Linked DNA regions of Mus musculus: regions 2, 3, 4, 5 and 6 are each linked to region 1. A link is a contact called in public Micro-C and promoter capture Hi-C data. All regions are on one chromosome and are shown on one strand. The core of a region is the stretch at or near the end of the contact, and the rest is flanking DNA. Distances in the headings are between cores, read along the strand shown.

The links. Promoter capture Hi-C pulls out the DNA fragments that hold promoters and counts their contacts. Hi-C and Micro-C count contacts between places; a contact is called where the count stands out from the background.
Region 2: a promoter capture Hi-C map of hippocampal neurons shows a contact between it and region 1, with 2.6 times the contacts expected there. The contact joins the promoter of Susd4 here to the promoter of Wdr26 in region 1.
Region 3: a Micro-C map of embryonic stem cells shows a contact between it and region 1, with 4 times the contacts expected there. The contact joins the promoter of Ahctf1 here to the promoter of Wdr26 in region 1. A contact is called at or near these places in 4 of 39 promoter capture datasets (the C10 cell line, hematopoietic stem and progenitor cells, liver and 1 more), 1 of 484 Hi-C or Micro-C datasets (embryonic stem cells), 1 of 115 datasets of contacts at active chromatin or transcription factors (astrocytes) and 1 of 9 other capture datasets (liver).
Region 4: a promoter capture Hi-C map of liver shows a contact between it and region 1, with 2.6 times the contacts expected there. The contact joins the promoter of Trp53bp2 here to the promoter of Wdr26 in region 1. A contact is called at or near these places in 4 of 39 promoter capture datasets (embryonic stem cells, hippocampal neurons and liver) and 1 of 115 datasets of contacts at active chromatin or transcription factors (astrocytes).
Region 5: a promoter capture Hi-C map of hippocampal neurons shows a contact between it and region 1, with 2.4 times the contacts expected there. The contact joins the promoter of Capn2 here to the promoter of Wdr26 in region 1. A contact is called at or near these places in 2 of 39 promoter capture datasets (the 3T3-L1 cell line and hippocampal neurons) and 1 of 115 datasets of contacts at active chromatin or transcription factors (pancreatic cancer cells).
Region 6: a contact with region 1 is called in a promoter capture Hi-C map of neutrophils, with 5 times the contacts expected there. The contact joins the promoter of Fbxo28 here to the promoter of Wdr26 in region 1. A contact is called at or near these places in 3 of 39 promoter capture datasets (the 3T3-L1 cell line, hippocampal neurons and neutrophils) and 1 of 115 datasets of contacts at active chromatin or transcription factors (pancreatic cancer cells).

Annotation. Positions count from the first base shown.
Region 1 is chr1:181,209,658-181,213,725 of GRCm38.p6, forward strand. Wdr26 (WD repeat domain 26) reads right to left here and starts at 2,321. Exons shown (of 14, transcript NM_145514.5): 1 at 1,419-2,321. The coding sequence starts at 1,780. It overlaps Gm38664, which reads left to right and starts at 1,779. Exons shown (of 6, transcript XM_011238899.2): 1 at 1,779-1,842; 2 at 2,153-2,389. The coding sequence starts at 1,779.
Region 2 is chr1:182,762,827-182,766,522 of GRCm38.p6, forward strand. It overlaps Susd4 (sushi domain containing 4), which reads left to right and starts at 1,390. Exons shown (of 9, transcript NM_001356461.1): 1 at 1,390-1,570; 2 at 2,180-2,362. The coding sequence starts at 2,215.
Region 3 is chr1:179,802,594-179,806,792 of GRCm38.p6, forward strand. It overlaps Ahctf1 (AT hook containing transcription factor 1), which reads right to left and starts at 1,422. Exons shown (of 36, transcript NM_026375.2): 1 at 760-1,422.
Region 4 is chr1:182,407,819-182,412,065 of GRCm38.p6, forward strand. It overlaps Trp53bp2 (transformation related protein 53 binding protein 2), which reads left to right and starts at 1,349. Exons shown (of 18, transcript NM_173378.2): 1 at 1,349-1,632. The coding sequence starts at 1,606.
Region 5 is chr1:182,515,787-182,519,746 of GRCm38.p6, forward strand. Capn2 (calpain 2) reads right to left here and starts at 1,824. Exons shown (of 21, transcript NM_009794.4): 1 at 1,332-1,824. The coding sequence starts at 1,568.
Region 6 is chr1:182,339,590-182,343,295 of GRCm38.p6, forward strand. It overlaps Fbxo28 (F-box protein 28), which reads right to left and starts at 2,017. Exons shown (of 5, transcript NM_175127.2): 1 at 1,734-2,017. The coding sequence starts at 2,000.

The sequences.
Region 1 (4,068 bases), core at 1,071-3,570:
TTTCCTTCCAGATATTCTGCTGGTATGGAAAGCCTGCTAGGTCAATCTTTACAATTAAAACAAGTCCAGCACCCCAAACCCTTTCCTTTCTCTCCATACTAAAAATAGCCAATTTACTATGCTGTAGGCTCCAAACAGTCACGAGTTATTTCCGCCTGCTGCTGTCAGCTTACTGCTTCCCTCAGTAATATATTCTGTTAGCATTCACAAAATTTATTTTCACACTTTTCCTTTTCCTTGGGGACTAAAGTGAAACCTTTCTGGATTTTTCTCTGGGAGCTGTTCATGGTTTGGTTCGGTGTTTCTTTAGCGCTCCCCATTTTTCAGCTCAACAGTGCAATTATCAGCTTGGGAGTGGAAATACTTCTGTCACTGAGAAAATGCAGATCTGCCCCTTTCCCAACCAATGCACGGGTGCGCTCTCTCTCTCTCTCTCTCTCTCTCTCTCTCCACACACACACACACACACACACACACACACACACAAAGCAAAACCAAACAAAACCAAAATCCCTGGTCTGGTTGCCTTCAAATTCGCCTTGACTCTAAGAAACTGTTGCTTGTTTACTGTCAGCTCCTGGCTCTGCCACCTTCACTCAGCTCCAGGACACTCCCACCAACCCTACCTCAACTCCCTCAGCTTTTCTTTCCTGTGTGTTCAAAACAGATGCGTTTTGGTTGGACCCGCTGTCTACCTTCACCCTACATTAATGACCACCCAAACTGTATTTGAAAACCAATGATTCACCAGACCTGACATCACATTTTCAAAAGAAAACCTTCTGGGTTTTGAAGTGGGATTTTACTAGTGCTAGGCCTCTAGTGTGTACACACACACACACACACACACACACACACACACACACACACGGCCTCTGTCTGCATGACTTCCACTGGGTATCTGACTTCATTATTCCCATCAGATTTACTCGACAGCCTCTTTCCAAATTATGCCAGCCCCTTAGTTCCCATAAACACTTGTAGGCGACTGTCCTTCCTGATTGGTAGTTTGCCTGGGCTGCTGTCGGTCAGGGGTGGGGGTGGGGAGGTGTCCCACAAAGATGCCTCTGAGACACACTTGAAAAACAAATCCTCCAAGGTTCATTATTTCCACCGCTCTGATCCACCCCTCCCCCAGCATAAACAACCTCGGTGTCCGCCTTCCCGGACAGACAATCCTGCTCTGGAGGTGCGCGGGGAGGGGTCGCCCTGGGTTTCCACTACCCCTCCCCAGCCCAGGCGGCTCGGCTGGCCTTAAGACATCGGGCCGATTCCCTTTCCTAGACCTCCCCTCCACCGCCCCCCCCCCCAGGGCTGTCTGTCCCCGGCCTCCTGCGCACTGGGCCCCGGGGTCCCCGCAACCCACCCGGCCGCTCGGCCCCGGCCTGGCCCTCACCAGTTGTAGGACGGACACTTACTTGAGCCCTAGGCCATTGAGGTGCTGTCCTATGAGCCTAATGACATCCTCATCGGACTGCGAGAGCCGCTTCTTCTTCTTGAGGCTGCTGCCCAGCTCGGGGGTGGCCTGGGCGGCGGCGGCGGTGGCGGAGGCCGCGGCGGCCCCGCCGGGAACCCCGTTATTGACACTCAGGCTGTTGCTATTGTTGCCAGCGGCGGAGGGGGCGGCAGGCAGGAGCCCGTTGGCGTGGGCCAGGTCCCCCGCGGACGTCGCCGAAGGGGACGACTCCCCGTTCTGCGCCGACAGGCAGGCGAGCTCCGGGGTCTGGCCCTGGCCCCCGCCGCCCCCGCCGCCGCCTCCTCCCGCCCCGTTGGCCTGCATGGTGCCGCCGCTGACCAGGCTGTGGCCGCTGCTCCGCTGCGGGGCGGCGGGGGCGGCCGGAGGCAGTCCCACCACCACCACCACGGAGGAGGAGGAGGAGGAGGCGGCCGGCGAGGGCGAGGGCGGGGGGGGGAGGCCTGCTCGGCCCGCCGAGGCCCCGGGCTCTCCTGCTCCCTCCGCCGCCGAGGCTCGGGGCTTCTTTCGCGGGGGCGGGGAGGCTCCGCCGGCGTCCGAGTCGGAGGAGGAGGAAGCGGAGGCCAGAGTTTCCTCGCCGAGAGAGGCCGTGGTGGGAGGCCGGCGGGGCGCGGCGGGGGTCGGCGGGGCGGGAGGAGGGGGAGAAGGAGGACCGGGCCCTTCCCCCCCCCTCCGGAGGCGCTCGCGGCGCGGCCCGGGGGCTCGCGGGCACTGGGGGGGGCGCGGGCCCGAAGCTGGGAGCCCGGACGGCGGCGGCGGAGGCGGCGGCGGAGGCAGCGGCCGCCTCGGTGCTGGGTCCGCGCCGCTCCGCTCCCTGGTGTGTTGATTCTTCCCCCAGCTGCTGTCTAATGGAGTCCGGGCGCTGGCGTCACAGGAAATGCCTATACTGCCCTCCTCGCTCACTTCCGGCAGCAGGTATGGAACCTATAGGGGGCTGTCACCCGGCACGTGTGTGTCCGGCGGCCGGGGTGAGGCCGTGGGGTGAAGGCGAGGGCGGCCGGGGGTGGGGGTCCGGCCCCGGCGGGGAGGCGCGACTCAGCACGACCTGGCCCGCCTGTGCGAGGCCGCCCTGGCTCCCCGGGTCAGGCGTGCGAGCTCGGCCTGCAGTAAGTTCGCAGCCTCGCTCCGGGGCCCTGCAGGGTGGGAGGCGGAGATCACGTCCTCGCCCTGCACCCTGAGTGACCCAGAAAGGAGCGAGCGGCCGGCGTGGAGGGGGCCGCAGACGCACTGGCACGGGCCAGGGTGGGGCCGCCGGCGGCCTGGTTTTGCAGCTTGTGACTTCGAGCACAAGGGTGTGCTAGGCCCCTGGCCACCGGCTTCTTGCTCTGCACTCAGGATTTAACCACTGCCTCGGTTTAGGGTGGAAACACTTGAACTTGCACAGCCAAGCACCACACACAGTTGTATCCGTGTCAGTCCAGGACAAGGGAGATGACAGCAGAGCTGAGTGTGCTCCACCCTGGGAAGGCGAAGTCGGCCGTAAACTGCCTTCCCTCTGGGAGGAAAAACAACAACTCGTGGGGGCAAGACGTTTCAAAGGCTGAGGGTGTGTAGAGGCGCTTTGCTTTGGAGTTTTACTAGGTTTGTTTTGTCTTTCTTTTAAGTGCTCGCTCAGATGTCTTGTTCCTGGTTCCTGTACCTCTGACCGAGGGGTGGGATTGGGGCACCGTTTCAGATTCTGGTTTGAAATTTTCAAGTGGCCGGAGTTTCACTGTCCCAGCGCTTTAAACGGCTTTCTTGAGTGGAGAAACACAGCAGCAGAGAACTGAGTAACTATGTTACTCTGTGGCAAATGGTCCATGGGGCCCTAGTCAGTTTCATGGACTTGGGTCGTAGCATGTAGACCTGGTGTGGACAGATATTTTTCCTGACGTGACTTCCATTTGGGAGGAAAACAACAACAAAAAGACCAAACAAACAGACCCAACAGCCTTAAGCAATACATCTTATGTCTCTGAAATTTACAACACTCACAGCTCAGTAATTTTTAGGTCTTTGGGGACAGCCTTTTTTAAATTTAGAAGTGTAATAAAAATTAGCCTATGATTTGTCAAGAATCCTGAGCTCTCTTCATCTTGAGACTGGGAAGAGAGACAGAGACCAGGGCAGTCTTACAGAGATCTAGCATTGTGGCTGTCATGCTTTAAATATGCTTTCAGGTGTCAGCTGTAATTGCAAAGTGACTCACATACGGTGTTTGTATTCACCTGAGACAGACCTTCATTTTAGCTGAGGTTCATAGGGCACAGACAGTATATCCAGCAGAGCCAGAATTACTAGATAGTCAATGCCCTCATAGAGCCCTGTACAGCAACTTTAGAAATCTCATTATCATGAAGGTTGTTAGTGTTTAGGCAAAATTTACTTTCTGAAAAATGGTTTATCGTAATCTACTGGTTCCTAGCAACCTTCAGGTGGATCAAGTCAGGAGCTTAGTTTGAGTAAAGTCTGTAGCTTTTATAAAGAAAAGGACCATTTAACTATAGGCCAGGTTTCCACTCCTTAACAAAGGGGGAGAGGAGAGGAGCAATGACTAGGACTTCATCACCATCCAGGCTCAGTGCGCACATCTCAGCTTTTCACCTCAGAGTAGC
Region 2 (3,696 bases), core at 140-2,639, 1.6 Mb after region 1:
AGCAGAAATGCATTTGTGATAACCAAAACTGTTCAACTTACTCCGTGCAAAGCTGACATCTCAATTTTACAAATCGAAAAAAAAAATCAACAACATTGAACTAGATTTATCTACTAAAAGCTAATTTCTCCTGCAAGAATTTGTTAAAATTACTCGCAGTAAAAGCCAACACGGTAAAAGCTGTAATTTCCAAACTACCTTCAGTATGTGAGATTTTGGGAAAGTCGATAGAAGGACGAGATGATTTGGTGGCTGTATCAGAAACATGGTTTTTCATATCCACAAATTGCTACAGAATAATGGGGATCCAGTGGTTCAAAAATACTGCCTGCCGGCCCTACCTCATTAAGGCACACCCCTTAATCACCAAGGCTCACACAAGTACCCTAGGAGCCGGCCCAGACCTCAGAGGGAGGTCTAGCTTGCTGGGGAACAGCAAAGGTTGGGAGAACAGAGCTAGCAGCAGGCTGAACTTAAGACACCAGGAAGGGACCGCTGACCAGGGGAACGTTCTTTCCTGGGGACCCCTGATCCTTTCGGGTTCTTACCCAAAGGAAATAAGCTTCCGGTGATATCCAGCTTTCCCGCATTGGCACCCATCATCTCACTGCCCGGTCACTTGTCTCCCTGAGGGAGAGCCTCTCAAGAGAAAGCTCCGAGAGATGCTTGCGTCTATCTCCAAGGCAGCCAAGAGGGAAAATGCCGACGGTGCAAGGGACGGGAGACAGAGACCCAGCCTCCTCGGGCTGTCCACTGGGCTCTAGGGGAAGCTCACACCCGTGGAGATGTTCGGGGTCACCAAGAACTTGAGGTTTTAGCAGCAAGGGTTGTGCTTACACCGCCCCATTCAAGTTAACCCTGTCATCGGTGATGGTCCTGGGTGGGATCATCCTGTCCACCTCCACCTTCGAGGTCACAGCCTCTGGTGGCACACACGGGGCTAAGGGCTCCAGAGGCCACTGGTGAAGGATCGCGGCGCAGACCTGCGGTGTGTGCGCGTGCGTGTGCCTGGGTATGTGTGCGTGCATACGCGTATGCGCGTGTGTGAATGCGTGTGCGTGTGTGCCGCCGCCTGGCGACTCGTGCCCGACAGGTGCAGGCGCGCCGGCTTCCCATTGGCCACGGCGTCCTCCTCCGCCCACGCCATCCCCTTACCCCTGCTACCGGCGCTGGCTGGGACCCGCCGAGGCGCGTGCAGGCCCGCGCGCCCCTGCCCTTCCCGCGCGCGCCCGGGCCTCGTCCCTTCCTCCCCCTCTCCGCGCCGCCGCCGCGCGCTCCCGAGCTCAGGTAGCGGGCGCGCGCAGCCCGGCAGCCGTGGCCCTCGTCACCCCCGCCCCCGGCCACTCGGGGGAGCCCGGGGAGGGAGCGCGCGGCGGGACGGGCGGGGGCGGTGTAGCCCGGCAGCCGCCGAGGCTTCCGTCTCGCTCGCTCGCTCGCTCCTCTGTCTTGCTCGCTCGCTCGCTTGCTTGCTCGCGCAGAGGCGGCAGCAGAGGTCGCGCACAGATGCGGGTTAGACTGGCGGGGGGAGGAGGCGGAGGAGGGAAGGAAGCTGCATGCATGAGACCCACAGGTAAGAGCCGGAGCCCGGAAGGGGCTTGCCTGCCCCGGGGAGGCGTGCGCAGGCCGGGCTGGGCGAGTTGGCTCCTGGCTCAGCTCCCCTAAGGGAGGAATTTTTAAAATAAAAATAACAGCTCAGATTTCATAAGGGACTGGGGCAATAGGAGCCTCCCAATCCTTGGAAAAGCAGAGAAGTATCCAGGGGCAGCAGGGGGCACATTGTGAGATTCCTCAGAGTGAAATGTACAGGCCCGGGGAAAAGTGTTTTCTCAGCCGCTTGATGCTATAAGGCTTTAGACTTTCCTGTCATGATCAGAGCCGCTGAATCCCGGGGACCAGCACAGAGCCAGTGTGCACTAACCCCTGTCCTCTCTCCCCTCCTCCATCCCTCCCGCACGCGCAGTATCCCATGGTGGCTGCTACTCTCTGGACCCTGCATGGGGGGTGGCAGGGAGGATCTCGCTGTGGGAAAGGGGGCGGGGGCTGCGCAGGGGCGAACAGGGATGGGATGGGATGGAGCCCGCAAAGCCCAGGCACCGGGCCCCCAGGGTGGAGGAGGGAGAGCTTGGCCCCAGAGCCCGGGCAACCCCGGGGTATTGTCGTGTTCCGCTCCTGGTTGCAGACTCTCGCAAGCTGGATGCCCTCTGTGGATGAAAGATGTATCATGGAATGAACCCGAGCAATGGAGATGGATTTCTAGAGCAGCAGCTGCAGCAACAGCAGCCTCAGTCCCCCCAGAGACTCTTGGCCGTGATCCTGTGGTTTCAACTGGCGCTGTGCTTTGGCCCTGCACAGCTCACGGGTGGTGAGTGACCCCGCTGTGGTGGGGGGAGCTTTGAATGGCCCAGCAGGGAGGGGAGACTGTACCGACCGGACAGCACTGCGCCTTCTGCATACGTGCAGACTTTAGGGGTGCCTGAGAAATAGAGTCCCTGTGTCCCAGCCTTCTGCAAAACCCCTGGAGTTCACAGAAAATTGTGTGGAACCGGTGTAGGTTCGCACACCCACCGGCAGCCCAATTGGGCTTTTCTGAAGGAAGGATAAGAAGCCTGGCACATTTTCCCATTTTGGCCCAGAGGAAAAAGAGGATCAAAGGAGTGTGTGGGGGTGGGGGTGGGGGGAAGCAGTGTATTTGTAGCCCTTCGACCCTTGATCTTTGCCCTTCACACACAGGTCAGGTTTGGGCTTCTGGATTTGAACTACTTTAGAATAAACCGTCTTGAAGAATGTGAAGGGTCTGAAAACATGGTCAGACCAGTTGAAGGACAGGTTTATTTGAAAGTTAACTTTCTCTTTCTTGGAGGTGGTGTGCTGAGGCATGTCTGTGACTGTTGGGGGTGGGGAAGGGCTGCAGAGTTCCCTTCAGGTATGTTTCTGGAAGACTGCTTAGCGAGGTCTGAATTACGGTGGGGATTAAGTCAAGGACTCTTCTGTGAAGTGGAAGTTCTGAAACCAAATTGATAGCCCCAGTCCCTGTAAGGCGGCTAATCTATAATATGCTTGATTCCAAGCGAGAGGGCTATCTTTTGGTTGTGGTCAAGGAAGACAGATGGAGTTCCGGTCTGAATTTCTCCCCCTTAAGTCTCCCCCTTTCTTCCTTGTGCACCACCGTCCATCATTCCTGCCTGTTCCGGATCCTCCTTGAGACATTGCTGATGTGGGCTTGTGAAGGACAGGCTTGCGTTCTCCTAGCCGAAATACAGAGGATGCCTAAGTAGATAGATTGTCATTTGACGAAACACAAGTATTGCTTGGCGTAAATGAACCATTTCCACATTGGAAAATATTGCTGTCTCGGAGACTTTGAAGGTGAAGACGGGGCAAATAAAGTGAGCAGACATTTAGCAAAACTGAGGGAGGAGAATGATAGCGTAGGCCTTAGCACAGAGCAGTTGGTAATTCAGGCAATCCACTCGACAGCCATTCGATGACAAAGGCATGAAAGTGTCTATAGCGGCGTTCAGAGTCAGAGTCACAGTCGCAGAGGAAACTTACTTTTTCTTTGGATGGAGAGGGTGGGTGGGAGGGTGGGTGTTTTTGCTTTTTTTTTTTTTTCCCCAAGGAGTAACTTTTTGTGCTGCTATTTTAGCTTTTTACTAGAAGCATCTCAGAGGCAGATGTATTCGTCACAGAGGACAA
Region 3 (4,199 bases), core at 172-2,671, 1.4 Mb before region 1:
CAACACACCTCTAAGAATGGCTGCCGTTTGCTTTAGGAACCGAAAAATCACAAGATCCCATGCTGGGGACACAACTCAAGTGGTGGAGCGCTTGCCTGACATGTGTGAGGACCTGGATGTGATTCTTCACGGTACCAAAAAGAAAGGTTCCACAAAGTCAACAAAAACCACCTGTCTCAAAAGGACCATGTGTGTACCTATCAATTCAAAAAGCAGAGTCGACTCTCCAAAAAGTCAACCAAAGGCAAAAGTCATGGGCCTTACAGCTCGCAGATGAGCTCCGGACACGGTTCTCTTAGATGTCCTGGACCAGATCCACTCAGCCCTGTGGCCCGCTTCGCGAGTGAAACTTTTTCCCCCGCCCAGGACTCACCCGAGCCAAGCACAGGACCATGTGGAGCTCACGCCAACGCCGGAGAGACTCGGAGCGCCCGCGGCTGTCCGCGGGGAACGCCCCACAAAGGTCTCCATCGCTCCGCTACACCCTGACGGCCCGGGGTCTCGAGTCAGACTCGTCCCGGGGGGCGGAGATCCCGCCCGCGGGCGCGGGAGACGAGCCCGGAGGCTCGACTCTGCGGCCATGTGCCGGCACCCGCCGCCAGGGTTATGTAACTAACGCCCGAGCGCTGGAACGAGCCGCACCGGTCGCGGCTCGCGGACGCCGCTTCCCCGCGAGGCGGTGCGCCCGGCCTAGGCCCCGGGCCTCGCCGCCCCGGCCGCCCCGCCCTCGGCGCGCGGGCCTGCGGTTCCCCACCCTACCTGAGCCCGCGGGCCAGGCCGCCAAGGGCCCCGGCGTCGCTGCTTCCGTGCGGTCCGTCACAGCATCTCCCGGGAGACACGGCCCGGCGCGCGCCCCGGGCCCGCGGAAGCCGCTTCTCGCTCAGTCTCTCGCCGGTCCCCTCAGGCCCCGGGTGCTCCTTCGCCCAATCCCGGCTTCGAACTCGTCCCACCGCCCGCGCCGCGTCCTCCCCGCTGGCGACTCGACTTACTGGGCTGGCACCGCTCGGGCCGCGCTCTGCGCATTACCCCGGGCGCACTGCCCGAACCCCACACACACAGCCTCTCCGCCCAGGGAAGGATCGTGGCCAGGGCGGGGATCCGATCGCAGATCGCGCTGCGGGGCTCGGACTTCTCGCGAGGGTTCCGGCCTCTGGCGCCGACTCCGCGGGAATTTTCAAACTTTCCCTACTAGGCCTTTCGCAAAGGGAGAAAACCGAGACGACGCCGGGAAGAAAGATTCATTTACGTACAGCAGGGTCTCTCCGCCTCCTAGGAGCAGATAGGCGAAAGACTACAAGTCCCATAGGGCTTTGTGCGCTGGGCGTAGTGTAGGGCGTGTCCGGCTTTGCGGAGCAAGGGCCGGCCTAATCTAGTGGCGGTTCCTGCTGGCAGCCAAGCGATAATCTTTCCGTCTATGACTGCTGCTCTTGCCTCCGTTTTTTCCGTTCTGTGCTCCAACTCTTCAAGGAAACGCACACACACACACAAAACCCAGACTTACTGAGAAACTCTTACTCTCATTTTTTTTTTTTTCTCAAAAAGCAGAGAGTTCAGGTCGCCTAGCCTAATCTTTTGTCATATATCTGACGCTGGGTAATTCTGCTGGCAGAGCTTCGTGCTTGGCATGCACGAAGCTGTAGGTTCCATTATGCCAAACCTATGTTTTCTTTTCGATTTGTTAGTATTGAGAGACGAGGAGTTGGGCAGACCCTTAGTAGACAAACAGGGACATGAGCCATGGCGAATTTCCAAGATGGCCAGCTTTTTTTAACCTCCTGATTTGAGACAAAAACCTGGCAAGCTTTTATCATCTACCTGCAGGTCACCTGCTGATGGACTGGTTCAATAAGTTCAAAGCCTGATTAGAACACGTTACACAACTGTAGTGGACCGATCAACCATCCATCCTTTCTGCCTTCAAACTGACCAACACTAAAGTAGGTCAGGGAGGTTTTAGAGGTTTTACAACCCCCAGGCCTCAAGAAGAGACTGGATTTTTCAGCTTCTCAAATCCCCTCTCTGTTTTGTAGAAGGTCTTTTTCTCTGTGTGTTTACTGCCTGCAATAAACGCCTTTTTAACTGCTAATTCTGCTACTGCTTGTTGTGCTTTGCCTTTTAACTCTTCTAGTCTTAACAGTTCTTTTTTTTTTTTTTTCCTTTCAGTTTGTTCTAGACATGGTTTCTCTGTGTAACAGCCCTGGCTATCTTGGAACTCTCTTAGTAGATGGGGCTGGCCTCAAACTCACAGAGATCTTCTTGCCTCTGTCTCCTGAGCCGTGGGATTAAAGACCTGAACCACCCTTTCATTCTTTTAACTATCAGTGAAAACAGATCCAATCAAGATCCCTAGACTGTATCATTTCTAGACTGTATCATTTCTAGACTGTATCATTTCTAGACTATCATTTGGAGCTCATCTTTGGGCTTTCTTCTGTAGACTATCAGTATCTCTCTTTGAAGCTAGACCCAGCACCAAAGAATTTTCAAACAAATGAAATAGAATGTGTCTTTATTACTGAGTTGTAAGAGCACAGGCAGAATCAGGAGGATCTCTGTGCGTTCAAGATCAGCCTGGTCTCCATAGTCGTTCCAAGGCTACATAGAGAAACCCTATCTCAAACAAACAAACAAACAAACAAACAAACAAACAAACAGAAGGGGGAAGAGAGAAGGAGAAGACATTAGTAGACTGCTTTAATCAGGAAAGCCTGTCTCTACTACTCTCTCTCTCTGCACAATTTTTGAGATAAAGCTGCCTCTTAGAAATAAACTGTTTATCTTTGTGACTTTTTCTTTATTCACTGCAAGATGTAAAAGTGTGCTAGTTTGCGCAAGGTATTATTCTAAATTGTGAGAGGAAGAAGTTAGACAAGATTTTGCAGTAAGTGTTGTGTGGTCTGGTTCTGTTTTGCTGGTAGTGAATGGGGTGTGTGAAGACTGTCTCATGTGCACCATTGGCCTTAAACTCAGTGTGTAACTGAGGATGACAGTCAGGGCTGGGGTTACAGGCATGCACCCCTTTCCCAGTTTTAGGTGGTTCTTAGGATCAAATTCGAGGCTTCATGAACGCTAAACAAGTACTCTACCAACAGAACTACATCCCCCATCCCTCTTTCTTATGAACTAATTTTCTGTTTTCAAACAGAAAACCTGCCTTTGTCCTACACCCATGTTAGTTTCCATCCCTGCCTGCCTTCCTCTTCTGTCTATATTCCCATCCTTTGGAACAAATTTCCTTCCATATCAGACTCCTTGGTAGTAAGAAGAAGATGGATTTTCAGCCCAGGAATTCTACCACTGAGCTTAGTAACTGGGGAATCAGGTGACCTTTTGGGCGTTTGTTCGTTAATCATCTGCAGAGCACAGAGGACTGACACAGAGCACAGAGGACTGACACAGAGCACAGAGGACTGACACAGAGCACAGAGGACTGACACAGATTCTTTAGGCTGAGGATTAAAAGTCCAGGGGTGGGGGTGGAAAGAACTGGGCGTGGTGGCACACACCTTTAATCCCAGCACTCGGGGAGGCAGAGGCAGGCAGATTTCTGAGTTCGAGGCCACCCTGGTCTACAAAATGAGTTCCAGGACAGCCAAGGCTACACAGAGAAACCCTGTCTCCAAAAACAAAACAACAAAACAGTTCAAAGTACTGGCTGCTCTTCAAGAGGACCAGAATTGGACTTTTCGTTCGTTTCTTTTGTTTTTAAAGGCAGGATTTCTCTGTGTGCCCCTGACTGTCCTGGAAATGGGATTAAGGTCGTGTGCCACCACAGTCCAGCCCAGAATTGGATTTCTAGCACCTACATAGTAGCTCACAACCATCTGTCACTTGAGTTCCAGGAATCCAGCACCCTCTTCTGCCCTCCATGGTCACCATTGATACACAGGCCTACACACAGGCAAAAATACACATGTAATAAAGAAAATTAAATAATTTGAAAATTCTTTAGATTGTAAATTTAAAAATCTGTTCCTTCATACCTAATACCCAGACCAATATATGATGGTTCAGATTTCAATCTTTCTTCTGTCATTACCAACAGACTGGTTTTTTGTTTTGTTTTTTGTTTTCAGTGATCAACTATCAAAAACCTCAACCAACCATACCTGGCCTATTTCCCCACAAATGTCCTTTTTTCCTTTGCTTTTTCCCAAATGTGTTTTGCCTTTTTGCATTCTTTTCTCTCCCTATTTTCT
Region 4 (4,247 bases), core at 99-2,598, 1.2 Mb after region 1:
TCAGCCTTCTAGTGCTGGGACGACAAACAATAAGTGCTCATTCTTTCTGTTGTGCTTTGTATTAAAACCAGGAGTTTATTCATGTTAAACACTCTATCACTAAACTATGTCTGACTCCAGGGACCCCCCCCCCCCCGTTTACATTTTGAGACCTATTCTGCTAAAGCTGCCCTGGGAACCCTTAAATTTGGGATTTTCCTGCCTCAGCATTCTGAGTACCTGGGGATATAGATCTGTGCCACACACAGGTCAATTTATATTTAATTTTTATAAAAGTGTCATTTGAGGTAAGGTCTTACTCTTTCAGCTCAGGCTGGCCTGGAACTCACTGCAATTCTCCTGGCTCAGCCTCCCAAGCGCTGAGATTACTAGTGCACGCTACCACATTCAGCTGGCTCCATTCTTGAAGCTGTATACATTCTGGTGCTTCATTTCATTTCGTTTTGGGGACTCTTCTGTCCTCTGATTCCAAATGAGCTTGCACGGGTTACTTGACGTGAAATGAGCTTCGTGGAGTTAGTGTTCCTGAAGCCTATGTCTCTCTGGATAATGGACTCGACTATCTGCCTCCCTATCAAAGCGAACTACTGCCAATTTCCCAGCGTGAGCTTCGACGGCTCCAAAAAATGGTCCTTGTGTTAAAAGTGTTTACAGGTCGTGATGAGCTGAAGAGCGCCCCAGAAAGCTGTTTTTACCCATTTTCAAATCCTTTGAGCGTGCTGTTCAAAACACAGGGAACCCCCCCACTTCTCAACACTGAAGGGCTTTTCCCTTCTTACATTATAGAAGTAACAGGCCATTCAGAGGGGGGTCTTGGACATCGCCTGAGGGATGAGGACAAATCCGAGAGCGCCTTCTGTCAGGAACGTGCTCCGGCCCGGCGGACTCGCAGGTCTCCATCTTGTGGGGCGCTCGGATCCCTCAGGGCGCCCTGAGTCAGGTGTGTGAGGCGGCGCCGCCCAGGCCCCTCGGCGTCCGGCGCCTTGTGGCTGGTTCATGGTTCCTAAGGCAAAGGGCTCAACTCTCTTGAGCAACTCGGAACCGCCAAGGAGGTGAGGGACACAGCCCTGGGCTCCATCCCCGCGTTTTACGATTATTGTTCTCCTGCGGCGCCGCCCTCCCGTGCCTTGGCTCCGCCTGGAGGCGCGTTCAGGAGCAGCTCCGCCGCCTGCATCTTCCTCCCTCGGAGCAAAGGTTCCCGCCCCCTCTGGCACCGCCCCCAGCATCTGCGCATGCGCCTTCGCCGCCCGGTTGGCGCTCCGCTCCCCCTTACCTCAAGCCTTGGGGCGCGCCGCGGGCGGGGCTTCGTGGGGGGCGGGGCCAGCGCGCCTCGGTGGGGGCCCGGCCGGGATTAGTTGGTTTCGGCGAGAAGGAGGAGGAGGAGGTGGGAGTCGCGAGCGCCGAGACAAAGCCGCGTCCCGGAGACGGGCGAGGGGATTGGGCCCCGGACTCGGTGGCGTCCCGGTCCGCTGAGGGGACTCCAGCGCCGCTGCCTCGCAACAGGTCGGCCGCCGGGCGCGCGGCCTCGTTCTCGCTTGGCTTCCCCGGGCCCGCGACCCTCGGGTCACTTCTGCTCGGCCAGGCCGCCGCCAGACCCCCGCTTCCATGCGGTTCGGGTCCAAAATGATGCCGGTAAGCGGGTGGGCGTGCTGGGGCCCGGAAGTGTACAGGGCGGGGGGGCCGGGTCAGCGGAGCCGGTGGAGCTTCGGGCTTCGAGGCTCTGAGGCTCCGTCCCTCTGGGTCCCCGCGACGGTCGCGATGCTGCCCCGCAGGCAGTGCGGCAGCCCGGGCCGCTGCTCCAAACTTTGCTTCTCGGATGAGACCTTTGGGGAAGCTTGTTTTGAAGGTCAAGAGCCGGGGAACCTTGTTCTTAGCCTATTTCTTTGAATTGTTTTGAGGCTTTTTACTGAAGTGAAGCATAGCGCTTGAAAAGGCTTGCCTTTCTTTTTCTTTCTGCCAGTTTTTTTTTTTTTTAACTTGAATTTCGATCTGATGTTGGTGATAGCAGCCATGTCACCCTATCTATCTCTTTGTGGAAACAGGTTTTAGTAAATGCAGCCTTGAAAGTTTTAGTTCAGAGGAAAACTTCAGTGCCCCGCTCCCCCAGCTTTTTTTCTGCAAGACCTCTAAGAAAGATGAGTGAATTCTTTTGGCATCTGACTTGGCCAGCGTCACAGGTGACTTGCAGGTTGAATGGAGGTGTTTCTGAAAAGCCCCCTTAGCAAGCACAAGATCTGACTGGTTATGGTGGCTCCTGCAGCCGTGTATTTATTTCCTCGTGGGTGTTGTATTTGTTCTCCTCTCAAGCAGGATTAATCGCAGTCAACCTAAGTCCTTTTTTAAAAAATAATTTTTATATATTCTTTGAAAGGTCACGTATTTTAGCCATATCCATCCCTAAACCCCTCATCAACTCACGTTCTTATCGCATCACTTGTTTAAGAAAACAAAACGATAAAAACTTAAAACAACTTAATTTTTTTGCTTTTATAAAATCCAAGAAAGAGTGTTAAAATTTGTGTTTCAATGTTCTATTTTGTTTTGGTTTTTTTGTAATTACACGTGCAGAATATACTATACTGTCTCTTTGCCCCTTTGCGTTGTGGAGGGTGTTCCTAAATTTTTCTAGGTTGGACACATATATAATATTTTGGTTATTAGGTTATTAGGTGGCTTGGGATGGTTACAATTGCTAAGAGTCAAGAAATTTGGAATTACTAGCATTTTGTAACTAATGGTTTAGTCTCATTTATTAAGTTAGGGCTGTGATGTGAATATCTTAAAACGCATACCTTGGTTATGATAGACTGTTTTGTTAACTTTTTTATTCCTGTGTTTTTATCTCACTGTTGTGAAAAAACCTTTGCAGCTTGCCATCAGCTTCCCCTGAACAGAGAAAGGAAAAGAATAGGTGGTTTTAATTGCAGGATGATTTCTTCCTGAAAGATCAGTTTAAATCAAGGTATCCTTTGTTTTTTTTTTTTTTTTTTTTTTTGTTTTATGTAGGGGTGTTTTTCTCCAAACCACATAGCAGATGATCAGAATTCTTGTAAAAAGTTATTGAATCTTGGGACTAAAGTCACTTCAGCAAGTCTGGTGGCTTTGACTGCTTTCCTGGTGTCAGAGTAGACTTACTAGGAAAGGTGTAGTGTGCATGCTATTCTAGCTTTGAAATTTGATGCGCTTTGGAATTTTGCACAGCATTAGTGATCCCAGATGTTTAAGAAAAATCTGTCTCTCATCTTCATCATCTGTATCTTGGGGGTGATACAATGCCAATTCTCAGGGTGCTTTGGAAGATTGGAGTCACTGTTTATGAAGGAAGGGGTTAATACGATGCCTGGCTTGGAATAGTTGCTAGAAAACACCCTGAATTAGCAACAGTGATTAAACATGAGATTCTTAGTCTGTGATAGATAAAAATATGATACATTTTCATTTAGCATCCTTGTGTTCTTTTTACAAGAGATTTATTTTATGTATGCCTGTTTACCATGTGTGTGCCTGGTGCCCACAGAGATCAGAAGAGGTCATCAGATCCCCTGAAAAATAAGTTATGAATGGTCTTGAGTGGCTAGGTACGTGTTGGGAATTGAACCTGGGACCTCTGTAAGAAGGAATAACAAATTCTCTTAATGATTAAGCCATCTTTCCAGCACCCAAGCCTTAGTTTTATATGCCTTTATACTTGTGTTATTAGGGTACTTGAAAATAAAACTTCTGTGTGTGTGTGGTACTTGGGATCCAACCAGGATCTTGTATACATGCTAGACAAGCACTTCATCACTAAGCTACTAAGCCCGTAAAAGTACATTTCGGTTCTTTGAGAGAGGGTCTTGCTGTGTATGTAGTATCTGGCTGGTGTGGTACCTACTCTGCAGCCCAGGCTGTTCTTTAGCTCACAGCTGTCCTCCTGCAGCAGCATCTGGAGTGCTGGGCTAACAGACACAGGCCATCCCAGCACTGGCTTAAAACCATTTTCTTCTTTATGGTTTTCTTCTTTAGCTTTTACTATGCTTGAAGTTGAAGTCTAGTATGAGTAAGGTTTTGTTCTGTTTCATTATTACTTTGGAAAACTAACCAGTTTATCAGGAAAAGCGTCGCACTAATGAAAAGACAGGCATTCAGAACGAAGACCAGTTGCCTTGATACACTTTTTTAAATGTAAAATATACATAATTTATCATCGTATGGTTCTAGCTATTTTCAAGTGTAGTTCTGTGGCACTGAGTACATTCCTTGGTTTG
Region 5 (3,960 bases), core at 574-3,073, 1.3 Mb after region 1:
CTTATCTTCAAATTTGAGTCAAGTTCTCATGTGGTCCAAGCTGGCCTCAAATGAACTCACTGTATAGCCAAGGCCAGCCTCCATCTTCTTCTGTTGTTATTAGTATTTATTTTGTGTGTGTGCACATTCGTGCCTGTGAGATTCTGCACGTGTGCGCCACAGTGTGCATATGAAGGTCAGAGAAAAATTTTGGGGGAGTTGGTTCTCTTTTTCCAGGTGGGTTCTGCAACAGAACTAAGGTCATTAGAAATGACCACCAAAGCCCTTACTCAATGAGCCATCTTTGTGGCCCCAGGCTTTGAATCTCTCATCCTCCCATCTCCACCTCCTGAGTCCTGGAATGGCAGGCATATATTAGCATGCACCTGATTTTATATGGTGCTTGGGATAGAACCCAGGGCTTCATGCATGCTAAGTAAAGACTACCAACTGAGCTATACCCCCGCTAGTCTCTGGTACTTTCAGACTAGACTCAGTAACAAAAGCAGCCTGGGGGAACCAAGAGGATAGAAGCAGGGTATGAATGTCCATTGTCCTAACAGGAATCTAGAAGTTTAGACTTCCTCTCAGTTCCTGGGAAAAGTCAAGTGAGGGTCCCATGGGCATCCACTGGCGATTGAAACCACAAGGGAACGGGAAGGGCTTAAGGGCAGAGACTCTGAGGGTTAGGACAGGAGTATCTAGGAGTTGAGCAGAGGTTTCCGGGTGAGGACTCTAGGTCAGCAAAATAATGAGTAACAGAATCATTGGAGCCCATCGATTCTTTAAGCTACCCTTCAGTTCTTTAAGTTAAAGAGTCCTCTAACTGCACTTTGAGAGCCAGACAAAACCCACGCTGGATAAATACATGTACTTGCATTTACAAGTGCCACATGTACTTGTGACCACCTTTGTCAGCCAGAGCCAGGCTGTGCCCACCCCTTGCCCCCACCCACCCAGCAGTCCCGAGTCTTCTATCCTACTCTGATATCCCCACCCCCACCCCTACTGCCGAGCAGTGTCTCCACCCTCACTCAGATCACCACTAGAGTCCAGTAAAAGTTTCACCCCAGCGGCCCTGTGTCCCTGCGGCTTTGTGAAGCCGAAGGCAGCCTCCAGGGCGTGTCCACTAATGGGATTTGGGGTCCTGTCCTGCGAAGCGCTCTGCGCGCAGCTTGGGGCAGGTCCACTGGCTGGGCCTCAGTCTGCATAGGGAGTCCCCTTAGCAGCAATCGCGGAGCACTACTAAGCAGGGACTACCGAGCCGGGGAGCCAGGGACTTGCAGCCTCCCGGAACCCCGAGTGCCCTTCCAGGCCCTGCCGGCCCTGCCTGTTCCCCTCGCGCTTCCTACCGTGGGCCGCTTCCATTCGATGCCCCGAGTTTTGCTGGAGTAGGGCCCCAACTCCTTATAGCCCAAGGATGACGGCAGGGCGGGGAAGGAAGGATCCTGGAAGAGCGCCCCGGCCTCCAGGCACTCGTTCCGCAGCGTCTCGTAGTCCTGGTTGAGGTACTTGATGGCTCTCTCATGCGACCCCAGCCCCTCGGCCGCTTCGCGGTCCTTGGCCAGCTTTATCGCGATGCCCGCCATGGTAGCGATCCGGTTGGCGCACTGCACGGAGAAAGGGGTCGCGGAGAGGCGGGGCACGGCACTCGGCTGGGGCGCGGCCGGGCCCGGGGCGCTGCAGCGGACTGCGGGAGCCGCTGCTGCGGGGATGATTCACCGGCGGGAAGCGCCTGGGCCGTGCGCGGGGTGTGGCCTCCGCCTCCCCAGGCCTGCTCGGCGCCGGGCTCCGGACGCGGCTCGCCGGCGACCTGCACAGTGCCAGCCCGACCGTGAGGACTACGGGGCCGATGCTGCCACCTTCGGACGGCTCTCGGGATGGCGCGGCCCGGTGGGGAGGGCGAGCGGGGGGTGTTGGGGGGACGACAATCGCAAGTTGGGGAGCGAAGTTGTCAAACCCCAGCCATTGGGGAGTAAGGCTGGGCGAAACTCAGCAATGACTGTCCAGAAAACATCGGATGAGTCAGGAGCGGATGAGGGAGGGAGCGCGGCGACTAAGCCAGTTGCCACTCATTGGGCTCAGGATCGAAAGAGAGCTCTGCAGGCTCTGGGCACACATGTTACCTACCACCCCCAAATTTGTGAGAAATGGCTACTGGTGTGTCCATCTTACAGATGAGAAACTGAGCTCCAAAGAAGTTCAAAGATGTAACCCCTACAAATTAAAGCAAGACAGGAATTTTAGGGTCCCAGGGCCTCTGCAGTTACTTATTTGTGCATAAGTAGGGCTGTACAATTTGACAAAAACAAAAAACAAAAAAACAAAAAAACAAAACAAAACAATCCATGCTTGTTAAATCTAAATTTCAAGAAAAGGGGCTGGGGGATTGTGTGGTTTTAGCATACGTAGCCCTCAAATATCACCCGAGGCAAACCTGTGTTAGAATAATAATGTGATGCTTATCTAAAACTCAGATTTACCTGGGATGATTTATTGAGTTGCTGCTGGGACACCATTTAGAACAGAGCCCCTGTTGGTGGCCTGTACCACCGCTCTGTCCAATGAAAGTTTTCGCTGCCACTCACACACACAGAACTGGGCGGGCTTGTGCTATGAATGGTTTAAAGCACGGGTTCTCAACTGGAAGCAACCCGCACGCACCAATGTGACCCTAAAGGTTTTTGACCCTAACTGCAGACTTTCCTCATATTGTCACAACTGGGACAAAGGAGGCTCCTGGCCTCTACTGGGTGGAAGCCAGGTGCTACTAAAGGATGGTCGGGCGGAGGGCATCCCTCTACAGAGAGAACAGGAAGAAAAGTGCAGTCTGAAAGATCTCTGTGCCAGGCTGAGAAACCCTGGTTTGAACCTCATCTTGGTTCAGCATTGATGGTTTCTGAGATAGTTTGTAACTCTGTCAGTTGCAGGAAATTGTAGCAACTTGAAATATCAGTGATATGCAAATGACTGTTCCTGGAAGAATCAAAGTGTCTGTCTCCCTGTGGCAAAGCCAGGGCTTGTCTGTTGATACTGCTACCTCACTATTCTCTCCTGGGCATGGCAGGTGTCTGGGATCTTCCCCCACTTCCCTTTTGAATCCTGAGCCCAGAAAAAATCAGGGTGGGGCCAAAGGAAATCAGATGGTGGGAAAAAATGAACAGCTTCCGGAAAAGAGCCATGAAGCTTAGAAACCACCATGCTGCAAACAAATGCTGGCTGTCGAGCATGGTAGCCCATGTCTTTAAATCCCAACACTTAACATGAAGTGCCTGACGGGCCGCGCCCAGAAGGTTCTACCCAGCAGTAAGCTGGATACATACATGCTAAGGGGAGGCAGGGATGGGGGCAGATCTCCATGAATTCCAGGCCAGCCTGGTCTGCACGGAGTGTTCCAGGCTAGCTAGGGCTATACAACAAGACCCTGTCTAAAAAAACAAAAGTACAAACAAACAAAACATGAGGTGTCTGGTTACTCCATCTGTATTTGTCAAATAAAATCTTTTAAAATGTGTTCATTTGTATCAATATGAAGCCATAATTTTAGCTTTAAGAAAGATTCATTCCTATTTAGCCTCGTTTCTGTATTCTTGTCTTTAACCGGGTGTCTACTGTTGCCCAAGGCTGACTCACTGCTTCACTTGCTCAAACTTCACTTGGGATTCTTTCTTTCCTTAATGGTTCCCCAGATCTGCTTCCCCCAGGATGGCCCACACACAAATGAAACAGAGGGCTTCCAGCCCACTGTCACCAGCTTCTGGGAAGGGGCCAACGATAGCCAGAACATTCCTCTACTTGGCTCGTCATTTCCCAGTGTTTCTCTTCCAGATTCTCCCTGACTCTGCTTGTCCCTCCTCTGCCACAGAAAAAAAAAACGGAGCCTCCTCTCCCTTATTTTTCTGTTTGAACCTGAGGTGCTTGCAGAGTCCTGAGAGGGGGCCATCCTGCCCAGGATCACAGGTTGGAAAGGCAATGTCTCCC
Region 6 (3,706 bases), core at 767-3,266, 1.1 Mb after region 1:
TTAGGATACAATATGCAGCTATACATTTCACATGAAAGAGATGATGATTATTAATAATTGTGAGGCCCATTTCACCTCAGGTCTCCAAGCAGTCTATTTTCTCCTCTTCACACTTTTGTTTGTTTGTTTGTTTAAAGAAAAGGAAAAATGAGAGTTAAAGCTGACAGAGCATTTATCTAGTAGAATCAAGGCTGAACTCCAGATTGGTGGCCAAACAGTAACACACAAAACAAAACAACAATGAATGAAAAGAAGGAAAAACGACCAACAAACCAATAAAACCCCGTTTTTCTCAACACTTAACAACAACAACAAAAAACCTGTGAACATTCCAAGCTTTTCAAAGCCATTGTCTGGCTGGCTGGCTGAATTCAATCAAATGTTATGCCCAATTGCCAAACGCAATTGTATATACAGCATACATTTTGGTCAAGTACCAAGCTTTATAAAATATAAAGGAAATATTTACCACTCTACACGAAATCCTAGGATGATGCTTTGAAAATCTAGGACAACTGTATTCTGAAATACCTACTCTAAACAGAAGAAATTTTCCATTCCACAGAGTGTGGGGAAACACACACAAAACCTGCCCCGGAGTTTGAATGAATGACTGCAAGCTGTTTTTAAAGATGATTTCCTTTGAAACACAATACTGGTCAATTTAGAGATGGAAGAATAGGGCTAAAATATGGCATAGCGATGAATAAGTAACCGCCACACACAGCACATTCAGAAAGATGTCTTTGTCCTTTTATCAACAATCCCGAGCACATTTAAGTGACTACATCAAACCAGCTCACAACCACTTCAAAATGTCCACCTCCTCCAATTTCCTAACCACCTAAGGGGAAATACCCCGGTAGGAAGTGAGATATCTTCCTGAACCAAGTAATTCATCAAATCTTCGGTCAAACCTCAGGGATGTAGTAAAATTCCAATGGCAATTTTTTTTCTTTTTAAATTTTGGCTAGGACAATGTGTTATTTTTAGGGTATAATAAGTAAACCACTCCGACTGCAGGAGGGTGGGCTTGAAGCACATTTGAAAAAAAAAAGCAAACAAGCGGGAGGGGGTAATAGCTTGACAAGGGGACAAGTTGCTTCGCTATAGTAAGGAGTGTCAGGGAGGCAAAGCCAGTCAGGTCATCATCTCCCAGGGCTCTACTTTAGTGAGCAACTAAGGCTCTGGGGTTTTAAACGCACAACACAACTGCAATCTTAGAACCGCAACTGGGGCTCAAGGGGGAGCGGGGGGGGGTGGGGGGGGGACAGCCAAACCCCCTTCATCCTTTTCAAGCAGAAAGCCTGGGTTGGAGGGACAATACACACTATTCTTGCAACACAACCCAAGCCTGGCTGGGATCCTCTGCCCACTTGGGAGTGAACTCCAGAGCCCGAGCGGGCAGTCGAGGCAGGCGCCTGCCCCTTCGGGAGTCCCTGTCGCCGGTCCAGCCGGGCGGAGGGCACCAAGCCCCGCTCCGTTACTTCTCGCAGGCGGGCGCGTCCCGGGCTAGGGGCGAGGAGACCCTCGGGGCGGGGCGAGGCGCAGAGCGGAGCCTCGCCCGCCCGGCGGTCGCGATGCCAGCGCGGCAGCAGCAAGCACCCCGCCGGCCGTCGCCAGCGCCACTTCCCGGCTGCCGGGGACGCGCGCGCTCCGTGTCCCGAGCCGGCGGGGCTCCCTCCCCAGGAACGCGCCGCCCTCGCCGGTCCTCCCCAGGCCTCGGCCCTCACCAGGCGGAGCTGGCTAATTTCGTCGTAGGACATAAAGCTGAGGATGTTCTCGATGGCTACGATGGGCAGCGCCACCAGTGTGTTGTTTTGGGGCAGGTGGTCCGGTGCCAGCGCGGGCGCGGCGGGTGCCTGGGACCCGGGCGGCGGGGCCTGCGACGGGGGCGCCGGGGGCTGTCGCTGAGCGGAGCCGGCAGCCGAACAGGAGCCGCCGTCGCCGTGGCCGCCGCCTCCTTCCTCAGCCATCCGCTCCTCAGACGCCGCCGCCATCTTGGGAGTTTGATTCCTTCCTCCAATGTAAGGGGATCGGGACACTTCCTGTGCGTCACTTCCTCCTCCTGGGGGGGGGGGAGCTTAAGGAGAGGGAGGAGCTCGTGGGATGACAGCTGGAAAGAGAGGCGAGCTTTCGGTGCGTCCATCGGAAAGGAGGGAAGATAGTGCACACTTCAAGAGAGGTGGTCGTTGTAGCTCTTTAAAATCGGAGACTGCCTTGTTAGAGTGGAAACGAGCAAGGATTCCGCAAACCCTAAGAAAGGCGGTCGTCATAGTCCCTTTCATCTGATAAAAGGAACGACAATGGAGCAGTTTTCTTTAAAAGCAACTCGCCAAAGGATGATAAAAACCATATCACCTTCATAAGTTTAGACGGAAATTTGTATTTAGATCAGCATCTCCCAAGAGTCACAGTGATAATTGCAGCATATAAAAAGGAATAAAACACCGCTAGTTTAAAACTACAAGACAACAGGTAAACCCTGAAAGCACATTAATGAAATAAAAACACAGAGTCACACACCATACGACTACTTTTATGTGAAATGCCCTATGTAGGCAGGTCCATAGAGTCAGGGGCGAGAGAGAGAGAGAGAGAGAGAGAGCACAAGCGAGCTTACAACACTTGGTGCACTTCCAGAAGACCCGAGTTTGGTTTCCAGCACTAACACTGGCCTTTGGTTTCCAGCACCAACACTGGCCTTTGGTTTCCAGCACCAACAACTGGCTGGTTTACAACTGCTTAACTGAAACAGAGTGGATTCGTGGTTGGTGGAAGTTGGGAATAAGGGAAGTGTGGAAGACAACAGACAGTTAATGGGTGCATTGTTTCTCACTGGAGGAATAGCCAGTGCTCTTAACCTCTAAGCCATCTCTCCAGTACCTGAATTGTGTGCTTAAAAAAAAAAAAAAAAAAAAGACTTTTATTCTCTGTGAATCAATTTAGGTGAGAACCAATGAAAAGATGCTAAAACCAGAAGACAAGCCTGTGGTAAGGTGTAGCACGTAGTCTCAAAATAACCCACTTCTCATGTAATGCATTAATCACAAAATAAGAAAGGTATGATACAGAAATTCAGGGAACAGGCTTATAATCACATGATTAGGAGTACCACCACAAGTTGTGGGAGGAAAGATCATCACGTGCCTCTTACTAGGACGCCCCATAGGTGACCCAGCATAATGTAGTATTATTTCATGCATAAAAATACACACTCTGCATCTGAAGTAAACAAAGTCAGGTTGGACTTGGTGGTGGTTTGGGTAAGATTGTTTCCTACAAGTTCAGATATTTGAACACTCAGTTCTGAGTTGGCCTTGCGCTTTGGGGTTTCTTTGGGAGGTGGGGCCTAGCTGAAGGAGGCGTGTCACTAGTAGACAGTGATTGCTTATAGTCCCACTCAACTTCCAGTTTGCTCTCTGGTGGTTTGTGCTGGAGGGTGAAGATGTGGTCTCTCAGCTTCCAGCTCCTCCCGCCATGCTTGCCACTTCATGCTGTGTCTCCTCGCCATGATGGACTCTTTCTTCTGTAACTTGCCTTCGTCCTGGTATTTTATCACGGTGACAGAAAAGTGACTAACGTACAGACTTGAACCTGTACTGATTCTGTCTTTGACTCCCATGATTCCAGTTCTTAGGTTTCATCCAGGATAACCAAAGTTCCGGTGCATGAGCCGTCTCGAGCACATTCAAACCACACGCAC